2 separate regions of the Mus musculus genome follow, and region 1 is linked to region 2. A link is a contact called in public promoter capture Hi-C data. All regions are on one chromosome and are shown on one strand. The core of a region is the stretch at or near the end of the contact, and the rest is flanking DNA. Distances in the headings are between cores, read along the strand shown.

What was found. Promoter capture Hi-C pulls out the DNA fragments that hold promoters and counts their contacts.
Region 1: a contact with region 2 is called in a promoter capture Hi-C map of trophoblast stem cells, with 6 times the contacts expected there. The contact joins the enhancer-like site here to the promoter of Hoxd3 in region 2. A contact is called at or near these places in 11 of 39 promoter capture datasets (the C10 cell line, the HPC-7 cell line, cranial neural crest and 8 more), 3 of 484 Hi-C or Micro-C datasets (embryonic stem cells and uterus), 7 of 115 datasets of contacts at active chromatin or transcription factors (the NIH/3T3 cell line, embryonic forebrain, embryonic limb bud and 3 more) and 5 of 9 other capture datasets (adipose tissue, embryonic stem cells, embryonic tail and 2 more).

What each region holds. Positions count from the first base shown.
Region 1 is chr2:75,409,759-75,414,812 of GRCm38.p6, forward strand. No RefSeq gene overlaps it. Among named protein-coding and RNA genes, the nearest start is that of Gm39857, 16 kb to the left of the region's middle. Within about 2 kb of position 3,038, at least 11 of the 459 cell types and tissues checked have an H3K27ac peak or open chromatin away from gene starts, as enhancers often do. A contact at or near this core is called in trophoblast stem cells, where this site is marked.
Region 2 is chr2:74,710,544-74,715,347 of GRCm38.p6, forward strand. Hoxd3 (homeobox D3) reads left to right here and starts at 1,450. Exons shown (of 3, transcript NM_010468.2): 1 at 1,450-1,773. Gm38462 (predicted gene, 38462) reads right to left here and starts at 1,515. Exons shown (of 2, transcript NR_164327.1): 1 at 1,427-1,515. It overlaps Hoxd3os1 (homeobox D3, opposite strand 1), which reads right to left. Exons shown (of 3, transcript NR_027899.1): 2 at 3,728-3,858.

The DNA of each region.
Region 1 (5,054 bases), core at 1,788-4,287, 700 kb after region 2:
TGAGCGGGAGGCCTATGGGCCTCTGCTTTCCTCTTAACGTTCCTTTCCCCAAAACACTGAATTTCTGAACTTAGAAAAGAACTACACAAAGCATGAAGCATGTGTGGAGGCCCAGAACGTTAGGTTTCCGCTCAGCTTCGTCCTGGTTTAAGTCTAGCCAGCAGAAATAACTGAGCAAGCTCTATTAGTTTCCATGTAAATCTTCCTGATAGCCACTGCCCTGAGCCTTCATACCGCTCAACAATAATCCTCTTGGGCAGCTTCACTCGCTCCTCAGACTCCGCTGTCTGGAAGACTTAACAAGACATAGAAGGCTCATTCCTTCTGGATTTGTTGCTCCTTAGAATTCTCAGCCCCTCCATCTTTATCAGAAAGCCAAACATCCCAGAGTGCATCTAGATGCCATGAAGCGGTACTCCTTGCATTTGTTTCAAACAGTGGCCCTCCTGCCACCTGACTTCTAATTCTGAATTTTTCTCTATTTAAGAAGCATTCCAGTTTCCCATTCCCTTTTTCTGATCAATAGCTGGCCTCTACCTACAATCGATTCCTTCTTCAACTAGCTCTAAATCACAGCTTGCTGTAAAAGCATGGGGTTATAAAGAGTGGTCACAACAACACTGAAATACAGCATTGTAGCTATTTGTATAAAAAAATTGACTGGGTTCTCCTCTCCGGGTTTTTCCTCCTTGCTTTTTAAACACCTCCAGAATGCCAGTATGGTCGGTCACATCAGAGCATACTTACACCAGTCTTGGTGCTGCAAATAATGAGCCTCATTTCTCCAAACACAACAACCTTCTGGCTTCCCTGGTCCCCAGACAAATGTTCCCAGTCTGAGTCTAAAACTAAAAGCATATTGATTTCTGGAGAGTGGGAACCTTTTATGTTTAAACCAGTAATTAGGACAGGGTTGATTCTGAAGGTGTGAAATGCAGATGTTTTCTAGACCTTCTAGAGCCTCCAGACTCCAGGGTGGTCCTCAACCATGTGCCTCACAGGCGCCTTCCTAGAAATGCAGAATGGAAGCTGCACCAGAGGCCCGCTGGATCCGATCCACATTTTCACAAGTTTCCCAGGTGATGGGTTTACAACATTATTAATCAAAAGGGAAAAAAAGTGTCAATAAGACGATGACAGGGGATGGTTTAAAAGTGTTCATTCAACAAAAGAGCAGAATGAGCGAGAAGAAAACATTTGTACCCACATGTACCCAGGGCCTCGGTGCCAGTGTGCCTTGATTCTCAGCAGGGTTTCTTTAAGTGTCACCCCCTTCACCAAAGCCACACCCCCCACCGTAGGCAGCGTAGCATAGAAGCCTGTGGAGCCCTCCTGCAATATCCATCTTCCCTGTGCTTTGGCTTTAACTCCGGCCACCAAATATTCCTCAGTTGCATGGCCTTCCAACCTAGCCTGTTAGCAAAACAGAGCCAGAACGTGACTGGGAGAGTAAGTGGGCTTTAAAAAATGCAATAGCTCACATATTAATTAATTAAAAGTAAATAACATCTGAAATTCGACTTCTCAGTCACACTTCTCACATTTTAACTACTGAACAGTCGTGTGTGGCCACAAGGCTACGTTACAGACAGTGAAGGTCTAGAAGATTCTCTTGCAGTCTCTCATCTTTCTACCTTTTGGTTGCTGCTTAGGTGTTTGTATGTCTTCATTTAATGTTTCGGTCACAACTCAGGTGACAGCCAAAGCAGTGTGTATGAAAGCAAGCAGAAAAAAAAGACTACTGTCTTTACAGTAGTCGCTTTTAGTAGAACTCTCTGTAGAAACCAAAATTCAAAAGAAGATTTAAAAAATATCACACAGTGCCTCAAAAAATCACCCCAAGAAAATGAGAGCTTTGTATCACCTTCTTTGCAGATAAACTGCTCTGAGAGTTTCTTATTTCGGAGACAACTTTCAAAGGACAGCAACATTGCAAGCTTCGCCGTCAAGCATCTATACGTATAGGGAAAGAAAGCTAATATTCTGATTGGCTAATAAGAAGCCTGAGCAGGAAGTAATGAACCATAATTCTCTGTTCTGAATTTATGAGTAATCCATCGTCATTTAATTAACAATATAAATATTAAAAAAACATTTTATAATAAAATTTTATAATTGTAATAAGGCACCTTACAGCATGAATTATGGGGTACTAATTCCCTCCCAGTGTTGTTGAAACTGGACATGAGCGAATACATTAAAGTGCGTACTATGTCATGTCTTAGCACTTAAAAAATAAGGTGGCAGGAAAGCATTTGACAATCCTGTTCCCTTAGAGTATAAGGAAAGAAATTCAATGGAAATATAATTTATTGGGTTTGAGTTCTTATTCATTTTTCCACTAGTAATTATATTACCCACATAAGAGACAGTTATTGAAGAGGTTCAAAATACTTCAACTTTTTTTTTAATTCTAGATTTGTAAGCTTTCACCCCTCTGCAGAAAGCCCACATTTTCCCTCCTCAATCACCTCATAATTTAAGAATACAATAATAATAAAATATTAAGTCAGCAAAGCACACGGATAGGACTTTTCCAGAGGACAACGCCAATCATCCGGACTCACCGCCACTAATCCATAGGCAATCCTGGGGCTCCTGGGAAATTCCTTGGGACTGAACAAAGGCTCAGAACCTCGTCTGATGGTTTAAACAGAAGCTGGTTTTGCATCTGAGACTGAGGAGTCAAGAAAAGCCAAATCCTAAAGACCATAAACTTTCAGTGAAGCCGTGACTAGAGAGACGTGTCCTCAGGGGGCCAGCTGTCAGCGATGAGATTCCAGAGAACACAGAACAGACACACAAGCAGGCGCCTGGTCAAGCTCTCTACAGAGTGAACGTGGCTGAGATTCAGAGAAGCACGTGCCATGGAAATTCAGTCTCTGAGATCCACATTCCAAGGAGGAAAGGGCTAGCCTAAGGCAATCTGTGGTGTCCTTGAGAGCTCGGGAATGCCTCAAAGAGGGCTCAGTACAACCCTATCATCCCACCCTCCACTTCCACAGACCTAGGCCCTTTTGGATTTGGGTCTTCCTTCCCTCCTTTGTGGGTGAGGTAGGGAGTGGAATGGGAAGCAAGGTACACCACTCCTTAACTCATTATGCATAGGAGTGATCCAGGCAATTAGCCATTGTTATCCATACATTGGACTTACTAGGAACTCCGAAATGCGCCAAGATGTGAAACAATTACTGTCTGTTGTTGATAGTATCACCCGTCATTAGCATCGTTGCTGAGTTGTTCAGAAACAGGTTGAGACAAGGTCTCCTCAGCTAGCCTAAACTGGGCATGAATTTGTTATCCTTCTTCAAGCACCCAAACTCTAGGATTAAAGGTGTGTACCACGGTGCCTGACTCAAGACATTCTTTAAATAATTAAAAAAAAAAAAAAACTGGATTTTTACAGCATGTCGCTAAATAACTGTACTGATTTTCTACATGTCCCACCAAATCCTTCTTTGTATTCATCAAATGAGCCTCACAAATAGAGTGGCCCCCTCACTGTTGATCATTCAGTTACTTGGGTTGTCATGGTAACAAAGCTTGGGCTTATTGATAGGACTTTTCAGCACAGTCTGTTCAATCTATACCCTGGACTTACACAGGTATATGAAAAATTCATCCAAGTGCCAGCTGCGGTGCGCACGCCTTTAATCCCAGCCTTCAGGAGACAGAGGTGGGTAGATCTCTTTAGTGAAGGCTAGCCTGGTCTACAGAGTGAGTTCCAGGATAGCCAAAGCTACCCAGAGAAATCCTGCCTCAAAAAACAAAACAAAACAAAAAAAGTCAAGGCTCATGTACATGTAAATGACTATTCATTGGTATTATTGTTTTCTGACAAAGCTGAGTTATTTCTTCTAACAAATTCTTATTCAATGGGGGATTAAAATATATGTTCTAGACAGTTACTAGGAGAGTCTGGAAACTACTCTTAAATTCAGCTCATGTTAAAATTTGGCAAGAGAGGAGTCCATTGATGTGGAGACAGACATATCAGAATTTCACACTGCAAGTGTTGGGATATTTGCGTTTTACAGTTGTTTGAGTATTTGGCTGTGATGAAAACCATGTTGTTTAATGCACAGGAGCAAATCAGAGAATGAGGCAGCCATCTGAGTTCTCCCGGATTTCAGCAAGAGTTCAAGGGCCAGGGCACAGGGCACAGGGCACAGGGCACAGCAGGTGGCTGGTGAACTGGAAAGGATAGCACCAGCCCAAGAAGTCTGCAGTGTCACAGCAGCGTTTAAGCATCTCTACCTTCAGAAGCATTCCAGCGGTTCTCAGCCAGGAGCAGCCTGGTTTGTAGAACCTGTAAGCCCTACTCTGGCAATCTCCAAATGTGGAAACTGAAACACAGAGAAAGACGTTCTGTGATTGCACCTGTGGCCTGGTTTTCCCTTTAGACTACTATGTGGAGTACAGGAAATGCTACTACAAAATATGATACCCAGAGATGCTGAGTAGGTTAAGTTAAAGGAAACTGAGAAGACCTTAGAAGCCAGAAGATCTGATTGTAGGTCACTCTGGCTGCCTCCAAAGCAAGTCATGAAAAAAGTATTTGATCTTCTTTCTTTAAGTAAAGATCCTAAGAATGTCATTCCAGAAGGGTCTTTCCCAACACCAGGAGGCCAAGAATTTGAAGAATATGGCCTTGCATATTCATCAGCATCAGGCCACACCCTTCTGTCCACTTTGACAAGACTGTCCTCAAAGATAGTTTTCCATGGGTCTTTGGGTCTTCATTGCTAAAGGGTCTTGAGTCACATAAAAATCAAGTACGTTTGCTATGCTTTCCATTCCTTATAGGGAAATCAGACCTGAACCTTGCCATGGGTGAAGGGGTGGGGGAAGCAGTACTACATGATCCAGGAGGAGGAAACATGGTGATGATGCCAGTCTAATGATGGCTTGGGACAGAGCTCATGCGGAAGACAAATGAAGTGAGAGCTCTGGTGCCAGCCAGTGAAGCTTGGGTGGGAACTACAGGAGTGTGGAGAAAGGAGAATCCCATGAGAGGCAGCTTGTTGAAACCCGGGGCTTTATGCCGTCATGAC
Region 2 (4,804 bases), core at 200-2,699:
ACTGTTCTGAAAATGACTGAGCAGGATAGTGGTCCCTGTCAGGCAGGCTCTGGTCGCAGTGCTCCTGAGAGGAACCTGCAATACCATTGACTTTCAGGTGAGCTCCCCAGAGAGCTTCCCACTGACAATACAAAGGTGATACCACTCCAACCTTTGAGGAATTTTTTTTTTCCTAGATTGTTCTTTTCAAGAACAGATAAAACTCCTTCCCTTCCCAGAGCTGCATTGAGCGTTTTTCAATGGTCAAACATGGAGGCCAGGGGCTGAAATGATTGAAGAAAGAGCAGAGAGGACTAGTACTAACTTCCCCAATAAGCAAGAATTGATCGAGGACCTAAAGTGAGGGATGGGGGGGGGGGGGAATTTCCTTTCTGTGGCAATAGATTAAAAGCCCAATCGTGGGTGCTCAAAATGGTATTTCAGAGAGGTAGACAAGTATCCCAAACCATTCACAGCCTTTGGGATGAGTGGTTGCTCCCCCACCACAGAAACACGTAGGAGGCGGGAGGGACCCTAATTTAAGTTGGAGCCAAGTGGCAAATGAATGTGCTCTCTTGGCCTAAACAGCCCCGTTTTCTGGGTAAAGTATTGGGATGTGGCTTTCCTGAAATGAGCGGGTAAAAACTGAGAGTGCCTGCTTTCCTTCTGGACAAGTGTTTTTTTGTGAGGGAGAGGAAGAGAGTAGCCAAGTGACCAACGTTGGGGGGGGGGGCAGACTTGGGACTGGGGGAGGCGCTGTGGGATGACATCCCCGGAGCTTAAGCACTGCCTGGTCTCATTTCCCTCCCACATGGCGGCCAATTGCACAGACGTTTTGAGCCAAACAAAACCAAAAATGCCCAGTAATTCCTAGAAAAGGTGTGGTGCGTGCGCGCGTGCGTGTGTGTGTGTGTGTGTGTGTGTGTGTGTGTGTGTGTGTGTGTGAAAGAGGGGGGGGGAGGCACAGAGACAGACAGAGACAGAACGAGAGAGAACTGACACACAGAGAGGAGAGAGAGAGAGAGAGAGAGAGAGAGAGAGAGAGAGAGAGAGAGAGAAGAGAGGAAAGGGATTCCGAAGAGAAAGGAAAAGAAAAGAAGATAAAAAGAGGAGAGGTAGTAAGGAGAGAGAGAGAGAGAGAGAGAGAGAGAGAGAGAGAGAGAGAGAGAGAGGAGAGAGAGGAGAGAGAGAGAGAAAGAGAAGAGGAAAAACATGGCGCTCGCGAGCTGTATGTGCAAAATCCGCAAGGAATTGCAGTAAATTCCTTTTTGTTTGAAGAAAATTTACAACTTGGTAATAGACCTTTTTATGACCTATTTGCGGTCGTCATTGGCTGCGGCTGGTCATGTGCAGGCGCCGCTCGCCTTCACGGCCTTTTTCCTGATTTCCCAGGCGAATTTGCCCCCGCATTCTGCTTTCCCAGAGCCTCACCCCCTCTTTTTCTAACCTTTGTCTCTGCAGAGGTGGGCTCTAGTCGCCGGCTGCGGGATCGCGTGGTCCGCAGCGGCCTGGGCTCCCGCCGCGACTCCACCGCAGCTCGCCCCCGGTCGCGATTGCGGCCGCTTCCAGAGCCGGCGGGGAGCCCGGAAGGAGCCCCGGGCGCCGAGCCACCAGCCGCCTCTCACACTCCAGCAGGGAGCCGACCGCCTGCTTCAACCCTGGTCCCGAGCTTCCTACCCGATCCCTCCAGCAACATGAGCCCAAACCTGCCGAGGATGGTGAGCGCAGCCGGGCAGCGCCGGATGGATTCCAGCCACAGTCCGGGCCGACCGCCCGCAGTTCGGCACCCTCCGGGTAAGAGCCACCCTGCTGGCGCAGGAGCTGCCCGCTCCACCGCCTCGGGCAATGGGTGCCACTTCCCCAGCTCCCCGCGTTATTCAAGAACCTGGGGATCGCTCTCTGCATCCTCGTCCCTAAAGTATGTCCCTTGGGGCTCGAGGTAGGGTCCTGCTAGGCTCAAAAGTGCATTGGGGACTCCTTCGTGTCTCTCACCTCACCCCACCCCCTCAGAGATCCCTTGACTTGGAAACCCGCAGATCCCGAGCTCCCCTCCCCCAATCCGCCCTGTGAAGAAGAATGTGAAAATGGTTTCTGGACTCCTCAGCTTGGCTGGGGCTGGGGGGTGAGGGGTGGGGTCAGTAAAGGTTTCGTATGGTATAGAATACCGTGTTTCTGTGGTTTGATGGTGGTCAGAACTACCCTAGGTTAACAGGTGTTTTTCGAGGGTTGGGTCGTGGGTGGGGGTGGGGAGACTTCGGTGTATTCAGGATGTCTTTCATGGGTGAGGCCAATTTTTAGGATCTATATTTTATTGGGCCTTGTGTATAAAGACGCTTTAATTATTTAAAAACATTTCTCTAATTCTTAAGGGGAAAATGGTAATAATAACCCAAGCTAGGTTCTTCCTGCATCTGATAATGTGTCAGGTGAATTTGGACTATTTTATGTCACAAATGGATGTTTGCTATGGGAAGTAATATCAGAAAATCTGGTACAGGTTTTAGGATAAACCCAATAGATATTTGAGAAATGTGAGGCATTTCGGCGTTCAAACATCGCGTGTGTTTCTCATTTGTCAGAGTAATGAAAGAGTAGATCTTTTTGCTTTCCAAATGCGTTGTGTTTTTTTTTCCATTTTCCAATAAACACCATACTGCAATATTTCCCTTATTTCGAAACTACTGAACCAAACACACAGGAAAAAAAAAGAAAGAAAGAAAAAGAAAATCTTTGCAGAACATAATGTTGTTTCACTCCCCAAAATTTTGGATGGCATTTGACGATGCACTTTGAAACCCCTATTTCCTGTTCCTTCAGGAACACATAGGGAAACATTGAAACCTTAGACAATCTGCCGCATTGCGCATAAGACTGCACATGGCGGTGGGCCATAGTCCCCAACGTGCTTATCGACAAATCCTTATTGTTTGCCCAGATATTCCAGTATAACAGTGTTGGCTGTACAAATACTTGTGAACAATAGGTGATATGTTTGTAGAAAGGTGTTTTTAGTAATTAAGGATGGAATCACTCTCATTTCAAAATGGAGGACCAGTTGATGTCTGCAGAATTGTTCTGGGTCGGTAACTCAGAGGGCTCACTGTCTCTGGAGTGGGTTTTTGTTTCTTATTTTATTTTTATTCGGAGCGTCTGTATCTTGTAAGCAGTTCCCTATTACACATTGATGACGCTGAGAGTAAGAGGAAACATTCCCTTTGGAAAAACAAGCTCCTTGACTGCGTCCATAGGCCCTGCAGCTAGCTAGGTTCATTGAAGTTGGGTGGGGCTCAAAGACTTGATGGCCTGAGTCTGGGTGGGGCTGGGGGTGGACTTGGAGTTCTGAGGCTGGGTGGGGCTGGGGTGGGCTGGATGCTCGGCTGGCCAAGTTGTAGGTTTGGGGTTTCAGCTGCTTTTTCCTGGGTTTGGTGGCCCAGCGTGTTTCGGTGAAGAACGTGGTTCTGATTACACAGAGGAAGGTGGTGCCAGGTGCAAACATGGAGGATGTAGGGTATCATTGTGAGCCTCGTGGTGATATTCAAAGCTTATTGGAAAGAAACGGTTGGTTGCCACTTGAGAAATAAACGTTTGGGAAGTCGCACATTTTCTCTACAAGGAAAGGCTAAGAGGCTGACACCGCCATAACTGCCTTCATTGTCTCTGTGAACCTAACAACAAAAAATAAACAAAAAAGGAAAGAAAACCGGAGAGAAAAAGAAACGAAATTTAAAGATTATTCGGAGCCTAAGACCTTAGAGGTTTCTGGGCAAAACTCCCAGCGTCCTGGGTCCAAACTTCTATTTATAGACTGGGGAGCCAATGTCCTGGCCTTGGTTTCTTCTTGGGTGGACACAAGAGCTGGGAGTGCAGTCTCTGGAAAGTCTAGGAAATAAAGCAAAGTTCGCTATTACAAACGTAGCCAAGAAAACTGGCTGAAAATCAACCGTCTTTTTCCTATCATATCTTTCTACTAATACGTATATTTTGCCAGAATTCTGTTCTCTGAGTCCAAGAGGCAGGGGAAACCGGAACAAAGACAGTATTTCACCCTGGGCTGGCAGGCAGCTGTTAGAGGTGTTTACGGCCTTGTCGCAGTGCGGCGGAGGCCAGTGAGGGTTTTCGGGGGCACAGGAAGCTGTGGAGAAGCAACCAAGAACTCGGAATTCCGATTTAAATCCAATTTAGGTGCACTTTTTCGGAAATGATAAAAATAGATACCATTGTTTCAAAGGAAAGTATCTCCTAGACTTGATAGTTTTGCAAAACTAGAGGAGAAATTATGCTCTCTAAACCCAGGGTGGTGTTCCCCCTCTCTGTTAACAGATGACAGGGAGAAGCTGCACCCCATATGTGAAAATTCTAATTCAAAGACAACACTGAGTGTCCATCTGCAACATGGAGATTTTGTTGATTTGATTGAACCAGACTAGAAAGATTGATTTGAGGCATTAATTCAGATTTTCCTGCAAAAGAAAACCACGTGTTTCATGCCTCTTTTAGATAGGATTCTCGAGTCCTTCCACAGCCAGGCGCTGGAGTGGTGTGCGTTGGAACCCCCGGCACTGTGCTTGAGGCGGCATCGCTCAGAGCCTCTGCAGTGCGGGGCCGCGCACGCCCAGCGCATGTGCAGTGAAATAGCCCAGCCCAGGGATTGACCCAGTACTGCACAGACTGGGGGAGGGAGCGATAGGAGGAGATAACCAGACCCATTACCCCTTCCTTAGGCTTTGCTGCTCACCGTTTCTTCCTTTCATCTAAAGATAGCCACGACTTTACCCTTGACTACAATTACTTTCAATCTTAGACTTAAACCACCCCACCCTAATGT